Linked DNA regions of Oryctolagus cuniculus: region 1 is linked to region 2. The links are chromatin contacts, called in public Hi-C maps. All regions are on one chromosome and are shown on one strand. The core of a region is the stretch at or near the end of the contact, and the rest is flanking DNA. Distances in the headings are between cores, read along the strand shown. Region 1 overlaps PCNX2 (pecanex 2). Region 2 overlaps DISC1 (DISC1 scaffold protein).

Region 1 (5,214 bases), core at 2,529-5,028, 1.4 Mb after region 2:
AAACTTTATTCTGCTACCTCAAATTCTTGACTATAAAAAAGAGAAAATATTTTCCTCCTGAGGATTGCTGTGATAATGAAAGCAGACTATGTCTGTGAAGCACTAAATAGTGCCTCCCCTATATTAGTCACATAATTACCATCCTTGATCTGTCTACTTCCTTTTGTTGATATAAGACCTGGTTGATCTAAGACTTGCTTATTTATTCTCACATTAAATTACAATATGGCCTCTATACTTTACCACAAATAATACACTAATACCATTTGTCTCTAGTAACAGGCACAGGTGAAGAGTATGTTGGCCTCAACTCATACCCAACCTTCTTTATAAAGACATATTGAAGCAGCATATTAAATTCCCTATTAATTAGCCTGTTTTATAATAGTTGATCATCCTAGACAAACCATGAGATATGGGCTCCCTGTTGAGTCAGAAGGAGATCACAAGCTTCAATACAATAAGCATCACTCCAATGGCAGACATTTATTCCCTTACTTAGATACAGTTCTCTAGGGTCCTGGTGGTATAGTCCTAATCCATGTGCACCAGCTTTCCCACCCAAGTACTAGAGGCCAAGATATCCACAAAAATCACTGGCATGAACAGCTAAGCAGGAGTCCCCCCACCAATCTTTGAAGACTTTCTAAGTCTACCTCTTTGCTTGTATCTCTTCTTAGATTACCTGGTGCTTATTCTCCCTTTTTTAAAATTATGGACTAGGTTCTGAAAAATCATCTTAAAAAGACCATGTTTTACTAAGTAAAAGTCAAAGATTTCTCCCATATTAATAAATACACTGTGAAAGTGCTAAGTGTCAGGCTGATGTTGTGGCACAGTGGGTTAAGCTGCCGCCTGTGGTGCCAGCATCCCATTTGGGATCTGGTTTCAGTTCTGGTTGTTCCACTTTCATTCTAGCTCCCTGCTAATGTGCCTAGAAAAGCAGCAGAAGATGGCCCAAGAACTTGAGCCCTTGTACTTACATGGGAGACCTGGATGGAGTTCCAGGCTCCAGGCTCCTGGCTTTGGCTTGGCCTAATTGGGGCCTGTGGTCATTTGGGTAGTAAACTGACAGATAGAAAATCAATCTCTCTTTCTCTCATTGTAAATTCCCTTTCAAATAAATAAATAAATCTTTTAAAAAACAAAAGTGCTAAGTTTCAAGAGCTACAAGTAACAACAGTTATGGGCCTTTTCTACATTTTCCCATTGATAGGAAAAAACCTTCCTGAAATTCTTCATCTTCCCAAGATTTTAAAAACTTATCTCACTAGTGTCAGGAAGAGGGCTTCTTTCTCTCTGTCCTTCTCATTTTTTCAGACTTCCTCACAGGCCATGGAAGCAACACACACTGAGGATGGCCTGGGAAGCAAAGTCACAGCAACGCAACACATTTGATATATGGAATATTTAAATAAAGCAGCACTGTTCTGAACACTAAAACCTATTTGTTTAGAATTTTAACAGGGGTTCTTGTTTTAAAGTTGGCAAACAGCTCTTCTTTTATGTGACAGCAGAATTTGTAAGAGTAACTGTGAAAAAGGAGATAGCAGCCTGGAAAGGAGAAAGGCCTGGAACCTGGGTTCTGACTGCCCTCGTGTGGTAGCTGTAGCTGTGACCATAAAAACTGAAAGATCCTCTCCAGCCCCTGGCCTCCTGGCAGGTGTGCAGAGAACAGAAGTCTTTCCAGATTGGACTCGTGAATCTCCCATCCTTAGGACTCTGTGGATGAAAGTGTCATATTTTCTAATGTGTCTCAGAAAAAAATATAAGACGTTCAGTGGAAGAGAGAAAAGTCTGAAAGACAACAGGGAGAGGGCATTTCAGTGATTGAGGAAAGCAGAAACTATTCAAAGGCAGATCCCAGGGTGATCAACTGCATTTTGGGATCATTTCTACCTCTGTGTAAGCAAAGGTGACTTAACCCCTAAAAGGTTTTTTATTTTTAATTTGAAGCCGTAAACATATTTATTATTGAAATTAATTGTAATGTAGCTATATGCCAATATTTGTGATTAGAGCTGAAATTTTGAAATTGCATATCAGTGTGACACACAATTGGGCATATCAAAATTGAGTGAAGTCACATTTCATTCTGCATCTTGCACATCTAATTGGCTTATTCCAGTGCTCACATTTCTGCTCAGCTATTCCAAATCAGAGGTCACTACTTCTCTCAACTAAAGTGAAAAATTGAGATAATCATTTCTTGCAACTTTCTGCTTGCTATCTTCTCTGGGAACCAGATATATACTTAAACATCCTGACTTTCCTGACAGCTAATCCCAGTGGATAAGGGAGGTTTCATGGAGATAAGGGCCAGACAGGCTGATAATATCAACAAAAGAGGAAGAAATCTGAGGAGGCAACAAAGATTAAGTACAGGGCTTCCACCTAGCTTTGGAGTATGGTACACAATAGGCCTAGAGACTTAGGGCAGCTTTCAAAAAGAAGTCTAATTTATAGGCAGAATAATAGCTCCAACACATGCTACAATGATTCAAAAACAAAAGACATGTTTGAGTGAACTGAGATAAATACTACATAATCAACCTACTCTATATTTTTTAATAAAATATAGTTGACGTAACTTTTTAAAGATTTATTTATTTGTTTGCTTGTTTATTTTAAAGGCAGAGTTCCAGAGAAAGAGGGAAAGACAGAGAAAGAAAGATCTTCCATCCCCTGGTTCACTCCCCCAAATGGCTATAAACAACAAGGGCTGATCCAGGCCAAAGCCAGAAGCCCAGAACTCCATCCAGGTCTCCCAAAGGGGAAGAGAGGGCCCAAGCACTCAGGCCATCTTCTGTGCTTTCCCACACACATTAGCAGGGAGCTGGACAAAGTGTGGAGTGCCCAAGCCTCAAAATGGCATTTTTATGGGATGCCAGTGTCAATACCGGCCCCAAGGTAACATGTTTGATACAAAATTCTTCAATAAAGGTTCTGTAAACAAATCTGCTCCAAAATGACATTTTATATCAGCTGACTACTATGCCCACTTTATGATTTGTGAGTGCTCTAAATGTATGTAAATACTATGTCTTTCCATTATATTTTACTAGGGAGCAGATGATACATATTTCACATGCATTTTCATCAGACTGCTTATGACTCTAGAAAACCTGGATTAATACCAAAGGATGGCTATAGAACTTTTATAAGAGATATATAAATCTTGGCTCAATAAAGAACAGAAACTATCAAGTTCTAATTGTAAGACCTACAGAAGAATAACTTAAGTCCACAATGATGAATCCTTCAGACATAAAACATCCTTCAGCTTCCTAGGCAGCTTCAGCTCCAGCTTGCTAGGCAGGTAGCTGACTTCAACTATCCAAGTAGATTAGCTCCTTTTAGGCTTTGAGCTACTGAAAGAATCTTATAGTCTAGGCAATAACACACTGAAATGAATTTTTCTTCTAGCAGTTTTTTCAACAAGCAATTCTAAATGCTGCAGTGCAAGCCATAGTTCCCTTATTCTATTTTCTTGGGAAATCAGAACTATGTTAGATAATGGTACTGAAGGTACTGCATTATGGACTGTTATTGTGCAACCAGAAAATATGTGTTTCTTTGGCAGGTCAGGAGAAGTTCACTGGTTCCCACAATGACAGTGGGGCCAAGGAGGGAAATTTGTTTCCTCTCCTGGTTTCCTCCAGGAATCCCCAAAGAGACATGGACATTACAATGCTTACAATTCCCAATTCATACTTGGGAGTCCAGGATATAAAACTGTCACATGGCAACAAGGCTTACAATAGCCAAGAGTAAAGACTTTCTTGCCAATAATAAGAACCAGTGGTTTAATGGCCTAGTTGGAGGCAATCCCAGTCACTGAAGTCCCTTATAGTGAAAAAGTTGCTTTTCCAATATCTTCCATGGCTGGATGGCTTAGAATAACAGCCCTGACTAGGCATTCTTCCAAGTTCAAAAATCGAAGTTTATGTTTATGATGATAGGACTCAAAATGTAATGGTACTAAAAGCCAGAGATGGCATTAAAGTACCAATGTTAAAAGTGCCATGGATTCCAGTATATTGGAACACAATAGGTTGACAGGGAGAACAAAGAGTCCTTAACAACCTTAAAACTAGGTAAAGTGATCTTATGTAAGTACTAGAGGAAAGGCCTCTACCTGGCCAAAAGTCAGGATCTTCTGTCACACAGTCATGGTGAACTGTAGCCACTGTCTTATTGCCTCTATCCAGGACACTAACACCATCTAACATTTCCTGAGTGTCCTCTATGGTAAGTACTGTCTTAATCAGGAATTAATATTATTGTAGTCATTGTAAAAATTAATATACTACTACATTTATTTTTTAAAATTTCTATGTATTTGAGAGGCAGAGAAGGAGAGAAACAGGACAACCCCAACCACTGGTTTACTTCCTAGATGCCCACAATGGTCAGGCCAGGCCAGGGCTGGAACCAGGAGCTGGGAATGCTAAATGATAGGGACTCAATTACTTTGGGCCACCTCAGGTGCTTCTCAGGGTCTGCATTAGCAGAAAACTGAAATCAGGAGCTAGAGCGGTGAGGAGTCAGATGGGTTAATAGATAGTCAGGGGATCCCAATGGAATTTGGGGTGTAAAATATTTGCAAAAACAAACCTGCCACCTTCCTTCCTTCGGAATCTTCCAAATTTACCATGGAATAGCAATGGAGCACTTCCTGAGCTCGCAGCTTATTGTGAAAATAAGTTATCTATCCCACCCTTAGCAGGCCAGACAGGAAGGAGAATTATAAATGAGGTCTTTTGATGGTTTTTGTCTCCTCCTGGTCACTGAGAATGCCAATCTGATTGTCAATTTTTTTCCTTCAAAATTGTACTTAAAGCCTACTGATACTAGTCCCCTTTGAATTTTCCTCTCTTGGAAGCCCCCCTCCACACCACAGGAGGTCCTTGATTCTAATAAATACTTTTAAATCTCTTTGCTATCTGCTTGGAAATTCTTCTTCCATGTGAGACAAAGAATTGAGGTAACAATAATTTCTCTGCTGCCATTTTCCTGTAACAGAGCCAGGAATCAAGCCCAGGTTTTCCAATGTGTTGTGGGAGTCTTAAATGCTTGATGAAATGCCCACTCACACATTTAATTTTTAACACAATTCAGTGATTTAGTTATGGAATTATTGTCCCCATCTATGGTTTAGAAAACTGATGTTTTAGATAGTTAAGGATGTTACACAATGTTGTACAAAAAATA
Region 2 (5,099 bases), core at 1,094-3,593:
GGCTCAGAAATTCTACCAGTTTACAAAAGAGTATGTTAAGCATGTTGTATTATAAGTCTCAATCTGAAATAAAATAGTCTTTAGCCCAGTAAATAGTAGATTGAGTTTTACAGGTGCAAGAACTAACTAATCTGCAGATTGATGGGCATTTTCTTGGCAGTGTTTGCCATACCCATAAAGAAGTAATTCTCCATTCTCCTTCTCTCTCTCTCCTGGTACCTCTGTTCTGCTTTCTGATTACAGGAATTTAACTACTCTAGTATTTGCACTTTTGTGATATTGTATCTTATTTAAAAATAAAACAAGCCAGACCTTTGTGTGAGAGCAGTCAGTTCTGTAGCCGATGCCCCTCTTTGTTGCACACTTATACAAGTCCCCTTGCATCCATGGCCATTAGAACTGATACAGTCTTAAGCCTGTGGAGTGTAAAAGATTGAGGACTTGAAACACATTTAGAACATTAGTTTTTTTTTTTTGTTTTTTTTTTTTGTATATGATCATTTTGAGCTTTCTGAAAGTGGTCAAGGTCAGTATTTCTAGGTCGACTGTGGTTCACATCGTACTCAGACCTGGATTGGAGGTACTGTTTAAAGAAATTCTCATTTTCATGGCACTATCCTAATTAAAAATGGACAGGAGTTACTCAGTACTTCTGTGCCCAGATGTCTGAGCCTGGTTATTTGAATGTAGCTCATACTGTTTCTACAGCATTATCCCATGTGCCCAGTGTCCCAGCTCCACACCTTGCACATTCAGGGAAAAAAGGAGCCGTTCTACAAAAAGGCCAAGCATCAGGGCCTCACAGAGCTGGAAAAAATTAGATTCTAGTTGCACTGCTGCCACTGAATAACTAGGTGACTGTAGACAGGTCGCTTTGCTCCTTTAGACTGGAGATTTCTCACCTGTGAAATGAGAAAATTAGATTTAGTATCTTCAAAGTCACTTCAAACACAAGTATAACAATTACTTGATTCATTAAAAAAAAAAAAAAAGAAAGAAAAAGAAGCCAAAACAGCACCAGTAGTGACCAACAGCTAATGTGTATTACAAATTCCCAGGCACCTTCAAAGCCCTTTACATTTAATAACAGCCAGCTAGGACATAAGCACTGTGATGCTGAGTCCTGAATATAGAGAAGTTAGCAACTTCCCCAAGGGTGGTGTGCAAGTCGCAGAACTGTGACGTGAATCCAAAGTCTGACTGCAGCTCCAGACTGTCAGCCACTGCCAAATTCAAAGAGCGTTGACAGGAAGTGATGTCACAAGAAGAAGAAAAGAGGGAAAAAAGGCTCATTACTCTCTGGCCATCATGCTCTGTCTGGAATCTTCCTCTAACCTTGATGAAAGGATGTAATTAATCTGTAATTAAAGTAATAACAGGGTTTCTTGAGCAGGGAGCCGGTTAGGAAGTAGCTTCACTGTAGTGCTTTGAACACAAGAGGGCACCATGACAAAGCTTACCGCCTGAATCTTCCAGGTGGTGGGAGGGCAAAACTTGCTGGGACAAACTTCAAAAGAAATATGGCCAAGCTGAGACTTCATTTATCACCTTGGGATAGCCAGTCTTTATCCCTGTAAAAATACAGAATACAAATAATAGATAAATCAGCACGATCACATTCCTGCTTGATAGCATCACCAGTCTTCTAGAGAAGACGGCTTCAAATCTCTAGCTTTGTGTTACATCCCGAGGTGCACGTGGCTTCTTAATATCCCCCCTTGCTCTAAAGCTCCAGATGGCTGTCTTCTTAGCAGGAGATAGAATTAAGCTTGGCAATGAGGGATATTTTATTTAAATCTGCTTTTAAAAAAATCTTTCTTTCATGACTTCTTGCCACACTGTTGTTCCATGTGATCAGAAATGAGAATGATTTAAAGAAAGGAATTGGTTCCCTTCAGTGGGGGAACTTATTGTGCCCAGGTGAGAAGGGACAATGCAGAAAAGCTGGGGCTGTTTGGTGCGAGGCTTCCCTGGCTGGCCCCTGGAGGCTGTGAGGAGCGGCTTGGAACTGTGTTTAAAAGATAAAAATAACAGAGGGAGAGCGGGCACCTGTCCCAGCTGTGGGAGAGTCCCTGTCAGACACATGGATGCTTTTAATTAATTAGAGCGCTAGTCAACCCTCCTGAGTGTGCAGGACAGGAGGAATTCATTTGCAAGCCTTGACAAAAGATGAGTCTTGGGCACACAGCCCCATGGCCCATATGTTATTGTCGTGTTACCCATCAGTCAGCAGTTTTCTTCTCCGACGTGCTGACGGGTCTTCCCGTGCAGTTAGCTTTGTTTGGAAAAAAGTTTCAAGTCCTTGCAAATGACTATAAACTGAAGAACTGGGAACCCTGATCAGGAAACAATCAGAGTACTACGTACAGCTTAATAAAAGTAGCCTTTCTAATCCCCCAAGCCTTGAGTCATCAGCGTGATTTAGACCACCTCTAGCAGGTAAGCAAGGCGTGTTACCCTGCTACTAGGAAGGCAGAGACAAAAACTGCCCCATCCCCCACCCCCTTGCCTTTTCTCTGCTGAGAACCCATTTGTAATGCAGTGAGTGTGCTTTGGCACAGAGTGAATTTTAGAGCTCCTGCTTAGCTGGCTGGGTTACAAGACAACTCAAAACAATATAAAACCTCCGAGGACACTCCTCTTGGGAGGAGTAAAAAATAAATAGTTAGTTCTGCTTTTGGAATAAGGGCTGAGAGCATGTGACTGGGGTTCAGGGCCGGCCCAAGAAGCGTCCGGCCCTAAACGCTCTGGGATCCTCCTGTTCTGTTGCCCTGGCCCATCTCTCTGCTTTCTCTCGTCTTTTTCTCCTTTTCTGCTCAGCCCTTTATTCCTTCCCCCTGCCTTTTGTCCCTTTTATCTTCATACTGTCTTCTTTCCATCCTTCCTTTCTTCCTTCTCCAGGGTCTGCCATGGTTTCATTGGGCAGTCTTCAGTCCCAGGGTGGCCCTCGTGGGAATTCCTGGCCAAGGCTGTGTCCAGAGCAGCCTCCTATGATGTACCCTTAAAACAACTGGCAGCCTGGTGGAACTTCATTGTTTTATTGTTTTTCTTTGTGAAGAGAAGCAAAGAAGATCATATCATGGAATCTAAATCTACAGCCTCTACAAATAGTTACCAGTTACACCTGGGCCTCTGCCACCCATGTGGGAGACCAAATGAAGTTCTAGGTTCCTGGCTTCTGCCTAACCTAGCCCTAGTCATTGCAGCCTTCTGGGGGGGGGGGGGGGTGAACCAGCAGATGGCAGATCTCTTTCTCTGTTTCCCCTCTCTGTCAACTTTACCTTTCAAATAAAATAAATCTTTTTTTTAAAAGTCAGGTTGCTTGAATGGTGAGTGAGTGAATGACAAGCAGAAGGCTGGGCCTTGGGGGAGAACCTGCCTGAAAGATACACAAGCACAGTTTGGTGCTCTTGTTTTCCATGCATCTCAGAAACAGAATTGCTACGTGTCCCAGGTGTGGAGTGCACAAAGTAAAGAGGACCCCTGACAAAAATGGAAGGCCTGGAACTTTCCAGTCTCTTTGTAAAGACCTTGATGAAATGGGTTGGGTGTGGAATTCTGAGACTGGTTTTGCCTATCCAGTGCTCAACTTTTTTCTGGATTGAAGCTCTCACTTTCCTTTTTCACTGGGGGAGAGCCCATGTCTGGTAAGCAGAAACAAGGCTGAGTTTCAAACAGGAAAAAAGTTAGCAAAGGACCTACCTCCAGAGGTGTTACTTGAGCCAATTAGCACTGGGTATAGGAGGTAGAGGGTCCTAGGAGGCTGGGACAAGTGAGTTCTTAGAGAGGAGTGAGAAGCAGTAGGAGAGTGAGGGAGGCTCACAGGGCATGTTTGAACACCTGGGTGCTATTTGACCAGGGAACATGGCAGAAGTTCTTGATGTGAGGATGTCACTCCCAGGCAGGATAGCAAGGAGTAAAGACTTTCCACTCTGCACTAAGAGGGCAAGACAAGAGGCAGCCTGATAAGTTCATGGGGCCCCATTGGCATCCAGTGTTAATGATCAGAATAAAACAGCAACTGAGCACCTTAGTTTAAAGATCATCGCTTAGACCAGCATGGCAAAATGTTCTAATTACAGATACCTGCTTTCCTCTTTTCTCCCTGGAATGGATCCGATGATCTCCTCATGTTGGGCTCCTGTTGTATCTAACTATCTTGTGGTACATAGACAACCAGCCTGTGCCAATCTTCTGAGACCTGTGGCTCAGGGACCTGCACTGTCTGCTGGTGTTATCTGAGAAACCCTTGTACAAAAGCTGTTGTATCAAGGCATATGTCCAGCTGTGACTCCAGCAGTTCTTACACAGCTTCAGTTTGATCAGAGCAGCAAGCACGTGTTGTATGGTAGGAGCTAGGAAAACTGGCAACATCCTAAGAGGTCCTCAGTACATATTAAAGAAGACAAACTAGAATAATGGACATTTCTCACTGTTCTTAGAAAGGAGTAATTCATGTTTTCTTCCTTCCTTGTTTCTTTTTTAAACTTATTTGTTTGAAAGAGTTGCAGAGAGAAAATGAGAGAGTGCTTCCATCTGATGGTTCACTCCCACAATGGCTCAGACTGTCCCAGGCCAAAGCCAAAAACCAGGAGCTTTGTCTGCATCTCCCATGTAGGTGGTAGGGGCCCAAGCACTTGGACCATCTTCTGTTGCTTTTCCCAGGCCATTAGCAGGGAACTGGATTAGAAGTGGAGCAGCAGCTGGAACTCAAACTGGCACCCATATGGGATGCTGGCATCAGTAGCTTTACTCACAATGCCACAGTGCTGACCCTGGCCTTCTTTAATTGGTATGACTTTGTGGTTCTTCCACACAGAGACATGTCTGGAAGAATGACTTCACTTAAAAATTAAGGTGGGTTCTAAAGTCTAAATATCTTTTTCAAAGTTATCTTGGTTTTAGAAGATCATGACTAATTTTGCTCTAGTAATACAATTTCTGAGCATAAACACCCTTCAAGTCTTTCTTATATCCAATCTAATCACCTTCAGGTTCCATTTTGATATCTGGTTGTTGACAGTTGCGTTCCTTGTCAGGCTCTGCTGTAGCTGATTTTTGCTTCTGGGGTAGAGGGCTGTGGTTAAAGATCTGTTCTG

What was found. Hi-C and Micro-C count contacts between places; a contact is called where the count stands out from the background.
Region 1: a Hi-C map of embryonic fibroblasts shows a contact between it and region 2, with 2.8 times the contacts expected there. The contact joins two enhancer-like sites. A contact is called at or near these places in 2 of 6 Hi-C or Micro-C datasets (embryonic fibroblasts and an unstated tissue).

Annotation. Positions count from the first base shown.
Region 1 is chr13:52,705,758-52,710,971 of mOryCun1.1, forward strand. The region is part of intron 8 of PCNX2 (pecanex 2); the gene reads right to left. Among named protein-coding and RNA genes, the nearest start is that of PCNX2, 62 kb to the right of the region's middle. Within about 2 kb of position 3,779, at least 1 of the 8 cell types and tissues checked has an H3K27ac peak or open chromatin away from gene starts, as enhancers often do.
Region 2 is chr13:51,357,153-51,362,251 of mOryCun1.1, forward strand. All of the region lies in intron 9 of DISC1 (DISC1 scaffold protein), which reads left to right. Among named protein-coding and RNA genes, the nearest start is that of DISC1, 180 kb to the left of the region's middle. Within about 2 kb of position 2,344, at least 1 of the 8 cell types and tissues checked has an H3K27ac peak or open chromatin away from gene starts, as enhancers often do.